Linked DNA regions of Mus musculus: region 1 is linked to region 2. A link is a contact called in public Hi-C data. All regions are on one chromosome and are shown on one strand. Each heading gives the region's core, a stretch centred on a gene start, on an enhancer-like site or on the middle of the called end of the contact. The rest is flanking DNA. Distances are from core to core; before and after follow the strand shown.

Region 1 (2,700 bases), core at 175-2,674, 160 kb after region 2:
GAAGTCCCATCCTTGGCGGCATACAGGGATCGTAAAGTCTGAACAACTTTATTAGTCAGCTTATTAGCACTCGTTAGAGCAATTTTTTTGTAAATAATGTCTGACTCTTTAATAGTGTCTACCCAAGGCACCAGTTTGCGGCCATCGCGGCGCTTGGCCTCCGTCCAGGAGCCGCTGTAGGAGCCTGCCATCCACTGGACACTGACGCCACTGCTGGTTCTCTGTACTACTCTTGCAATCTGTGGTCGGTCTTTGTACTTTGGACAGCAAATAGCGATGACATCCATGACGTCAACACTTTCATTCATCTGTGCTGCCAACTCCGTAGAGTCTGAATTTCGTTTTGACCTTCTCAATGACTAAAACATTGGGAGGGGAAAAAAGACCAAGTGTTACACAAAAGAATTTTAGTGAAATTATCGTTTTTATTGCTTGTAATCCCTTGACGCCGGGAGCTGGGATTCCCCGGCACATTCCATTGCCGGCAATGAGACGCACCGTGACCGCCAGCGCCAAGGGGTTAACGTATACTTGTAAAACCATATAGCTTTTAATTTGTACCCGTGTCTTTACTCTTGATATATAAAATTATTATATGTACATATAAACCATAAAGCTACATAAAACTTAGCAACAATAAAAAGGATAGCACACATTAATACAATCCAAAAAATTATTAATCCTTTATGCTGAATAAATCTCATTTCTGGTTTTTTATTATCTTTTATGTTAAACTTTCTACAAAAGGCTGTATAAATGGTTAAGTAGAGAATCTATCTACAAACTGCTTTGTTTTATAAGCATTACATTACTTGGAGTACATTTAATAGACTGACACACATAAGCACATAAAAATCATTTTACGTAATACGCTGGGAAATACGTTGACTCCTCCTCCGCCTCACCCCTGAAGTGCCTCCTCCTCTATCCTCCCCATCACTCTCCTCATCTTCTGTGTCTGCTGCTGTGTTATTTTTAGGGCTGCCTCCTCCAAGCAGCGAGGTAATTGCTTTGTTCCGAGCATTGGTGCTAGCTGACACCTCTCCTTCCTCTTCTTCTTCATCAGGGTCTAGATGTTCCATGAGAAGTTTAAACTAAAACAAGATTGAGAGTTTTCTGTAAATATTTAAACAACACTGCCAGATTTAGATGTTTTCTATGGTGGTGGTTTAGAGTGGGTGAAAGAGACCATGGCTAACTGTGCAAATCAGGGACTGACAAGTCTTTTCTGTACAGAGGCAGAATGACAGGCACTGCGTTTGGGGCTGGTGGGCATATGGTTCCTGCTGCAATTACAGCTCCCCACTGCTGTAGGAAAGCATATAGACTGATCATGGCCATGTCATTACAACTTTACAACAGAGGCTCGATTTGGATCAAGACCCATAGTTTGCTTGGAGGTGTGTCCAAGTCAACAAACATTCAGGAAATAAATATTGACTATTAATTGACAGGCCTTGGACTCAGTACTGGAGTTAAAGGCATGTACTACCACACCCACCCATCCACCATCCAAGCATATATGCAAGAAAAGCTAGGTGCACACATTTCACCCAAGCACCCAGTGTGCAGTGGAATCTCTGTGAGTTCAAGGACAGCCAGGGCTAGACAGAGGGATACTACTGAGAGAGGCGGTGGGATTGGGGGCGGGTGAATACAAGGAAAACCAATTAGTTGCCAGAAAGGAGAGGAAAATGGCCAGGAGGGTAAGGGACCCATGGCTTTAACTTTTAAGGACATAAGCCATTCACTCTGTTAAGCAATCCTCCGTCTTTGGCTGTGCACCGTGGTGGGAACAGTGGGAAAGTTAGCCCAACAGCCAGCCCGGGATGCTCCTGAGTTCGGTACTCACGTCTAAGTACTGCCTTACGATGCTCCTCTTCACATCCTCCGTCAGTTTGGAATTAGCCATGTCACTTCGCAGGAAGTCCAGTGTTTGTTTGGGATGAAAATGAACCCCTGTTTTCCGATTAATGGCTTTATCATACACTTTTGCAGATTCAGATGGAGAATATTTTTGAATTTTACTGTTTTGGAAATATAAAATCAGAATTTCAAAAAAGTTCATGCACATACTTAAACCGATTCTAACTCTTTCTTTCTTAATAATGACTCAAGTTTTAAATCCTACAGATCTCACCCAGTGAGAAGAAAGAAGTCAACATCAACTGAGTGCCCCTTTGCTCTCAGCGATGTCTGTACTGATGGGGACGAGAACAAGGCACCTGGCTCTGAGGAGGGACAGACTGAGAGTCCAGGTTACAGTAAATGCTGTCGTCTTGAAATCAGTGTCTTCCGTCTTTTTATAGACTACAACGATCTTTCTTACAACTGAGTCCAATTAACTGGTGTGCCGGCTAACTTTTGGTTCTTTTCTGTGGGAAGAACTCTGAACATTTATTGGGGCGTGTCTGCAGGTGTGTGTGTCACCTCTGCACGTGCATGGAGGCCAGATGACAGTTCACAGGAATTAGCTCTCTCCTCTCACTGTGGAGGCCTGGAGATTGACCATGGCTTGGTTGCAAGCACCTTTATGCACCTCGTCACCTTACTGGTCTTACTTCCTTGGTTTCACGTTCATTTATTTACTACAATTTTGTTTATGTATGTGCACATGTGGCTGTCAGTTCTCCCTTCCATCATGTTGGGTCTGGGGATGAGTCTCACAGTGTCAGGTTCAGAGGTAAGATCCACTTTATC
Region 2 (2,700 bases), core at 83-2,582:
ATGTTTCACAAGCTTAGACCTGTAGATCAGCTGAGACATCTGCTTGTGAGTAACGTGGGAGGGGATGGAGAAGAGATTGAGAGATTCTTCAAATTACATCAGGTAACTATGCACTGCATTTATTTTAATTAAAGAAGCTGTATAATATTAAAATAGTTTGTAAACTAGAAGTAAAATACTGTAATACACAGATTATCTGTTCTTTTGTACTCAAATCAGCACATATTGACTATGAAAATAGTTATGTTACAGGACTCTTCCACATTTATTCTCTGATTTTGACACATTCTTTTTTTGGTGGGGGGGGGGAGGGTTTGGGTTTTTTCGAGACAGGGTTTCTCTGTGTAGTCCTGGCTATCCTGGAACTCACTCTGTAGACCAGGCAGGCCTCAAACTCAGAAATTCGCCTGCCTCTGCCTCCCAAGTGCTGGGATTACAGGCGTGCACTACCACGCCCAGCTTTGACACATTCTTATTAAGGTATAAAAATAAGAATATGATATTGAAGTTGTATGATAAATATGCTTTTTATTAAGAGCACCAGTCATTCCGTTATGAGCATGCACATGTGTGTACATTCCCAATCCCATGGAATAAATTGAGGTAGTGACTGGAGGCATAATATGGGGACATTAGTAGTTAATAGTCATATCAGAATTGACAGATTTAAAACTGGGGAGTCTTATTTAAAATTACTATTTTCTCATTAAAGCTAAGCTTTTAGATTCAGGATTCAGACTATCTGCTAAAAAAACTTTTTCCAGTGGAGTGAGATACTTGTATTCACTTTAGTTGTATGTAAACTGCATCATACTGCAGCACTGTGTGCTATAAGAACTAATAAATACTGCATTTAGTTTGTTTGTTTGACACGGGATTCTCTATGTATCCCTGGTCGTCCAGGAACTCTGTATGTAGACCAGGCTGGCCTCCAACTCGGAGATCCTCCTGCCTCTGCTTCTTGAGTGCTGGGATTAAAGGCGTGCGCCACCACTGCCTTGGCGACACTGGATTATTAAAATAGTGCCTAGCACATAATAGGTACTCAATAAATGTTGGGTTTTACTGATAATTTCTAAAAGATAGAAAGATAGAAATATACAATAATATAGAAAATATAGAAAGATACAAGAATAAAATAGAATGACAGCTGATCAGAATCTTACTAAAGAGAAAGTATCTTTAATACTGATGCCTGAGTTAAACTTTACTTCTGGGCTGTTTGCTTTCTTCATGTCCGTTGAATTCATTCCAGAGTAAGTATTTATTGAGCACTTGCTGTGAGCGCTGGATTTGTCTTTAATGCACTGACTTTTGCCCCCTTTCAGGAAGACCAAGCTTGTGCAACTTGCCTTATTCTTGCTTGTTCCACTGCTGCCTGTGACAGAGAAGTGTCTGCTTGGGCAACACGGGCATTCTTTAGGTATGTCAGGGTGGAGAGAGAGAGTGTGTGTTTATGTACTGGGCCACCTTTTAGTTGCAGGGGGCATTCTGAGAGTTGAATGTAGATTTGTTTTTGTTTTCCCTCATGCTATGTAAATACTAAGCATTCTACCAATGAGCTACATCCTTAGTTCAAAAGTGTTCATCAAATACTTTTAAAGTATTGTGAAATATTTGTATATAAAAGCCCTGCTCTTTTTGGTTTTTTGTTTGTTAGTTGGTTGGTTTATTGGTACTAGAAATTAAAGCTAGGGTCTTACACATGCTAAGTTCAACCTCAGGGCCACTAAAAAAATTATTTTGTGTGTCTAAATGTTTTCCCTGCATGTGTCTATGCAGCTCATGCATGCAATTCCATTGGGAACCAGAAGAGTGCAGTGGATGCCCCATGACTCCAGTTTTAGGCAGTTGTGAGCTCCCATGTGGGTGCTGAGTATAGAACCCAAGTCCTCTGCAAGTCAGACCTGTGCTGAAGTCTCTCTGCAGCCTGGTGTTTTCTGTTGGTGTTGGTGGTTGGCAGTGTTTGTTTAAAGACAGGGATTCACCATTCAATTCAGCCTGTATTGGCTGAGTGCTGGGATTAAAGAGACACCACTTCCAGGCCACTTTTAAAGACTTATTTATTTCATGTATGTGAGTACACTGTCACTGTCTTCAGACACACCAGAAGAGGGCATCAGATCCTCATCAAAGATGATTGTGGGCCACCATGTGCTTGCTGGGAATTGAACTCAGGACCTCTGGAAGAGCAGTCAGTGCTCTTAACCACTGAGCCACCTCTCCAGCCCAAAGCCTCGTGACATCCCTGGGTGGGCTAGAACCACTAACCTCTCCATTAACAGCTGAACATGCTAACTAATTGCGCCACAGAGACACTTGGGCCACTTTTTAGATGATACCAGTGTGATAGTTTAAGGCTTTGCCAAATGGGGGAAGTAGGCAAATTTTTAACCTTCATTAGGAAGAGTCTAATCTAGAAATAGAAAGATAGCAGTGCCCGTGGAACAAGCTGAGGAGCATGGTGCGCACATCACTGCTTTCTGGGTACCTTTCCTTCTTTGTCCTTTTGTTTTACACTTTTTACCATCGTCAGTCCTCCTTCCTTACTGCCTCCAACAGCCGCTTCCAGAGCATGGGCATCAGTGGTGCTGAGGGACTGAGTCACACACAGGAAGGAAACTTGGGGTCAGAGATGGTTTTTTAAATTCTGGGTTTTTTGTTTTTTTGTTTTTTTTAATGTGTTTGCTTGTTTTGTTT

Evidence for each region. Hi-C and Micro-C count contacts between places; a contact is called where the count stands out from the background.
Region 1: a contact with region 2 is called in a Hi-C map of liver, with 2.8 times the contacts expected there. The contact joins two enhancer-like sites. A contact is called at or near these places in 44 of 484 Hi-C or Micro-C datasets (B cells, B-cell progenitors, the C10 cell line and 35 more), 5 of 115 datasets of contacts at active chromatin or transcription factors (bone marrow-derived macrophages, embryonic stem cells, large pre-B cells and 2 more) and 4 of 9 other capture datasets (adipose tissue, embryonic stem cells, liver and 1 more).

The regions. Positions count from the first base shown.
Region 1 is chr15:8,291,232-8,293,931 of GRCm38.p6, forward strand. It overlaps Nipbl (NIPBL cohesin loading factor), which reads right to left. Exons shown (of 47, transcript NM_027707.3): 45 at 1,853-2,027; 46 at 906-1,094; 47 at 1-359. Among named protein-coding and RNA genes, the nearest start is that of Gm52208, 13 kb to the left of the region's middle. Within about 2 kb of position 1,425, at least 7 of the 459 cell types and tissues checked have an H3K27ac peak or open chromatin away from gene starts, as enhancers often do. A contact at or near this core is called in liver, where this site is marked.
Region 2 is chr15:8,130,134-8,132,833 of GRCm38.p6, forward strand. Nup155 (nucleoporin 155) reads left to right here. Exons shown (of 35, transcript NM_133227.3): 14 at 1-102; 15 at 1,329-1,423. Among named protein-coding and RNA genes, the nearest start is that of Nup155, 22 kb to the left of the region's middle. Within about 2 kb of position 1,333, at least 3 of the 459 cell types and tissues checked have an H3K27ac peak or open chromatin away from gene starts, as enhancers often do. A contact at or near this core is called in liver, where this site is marked.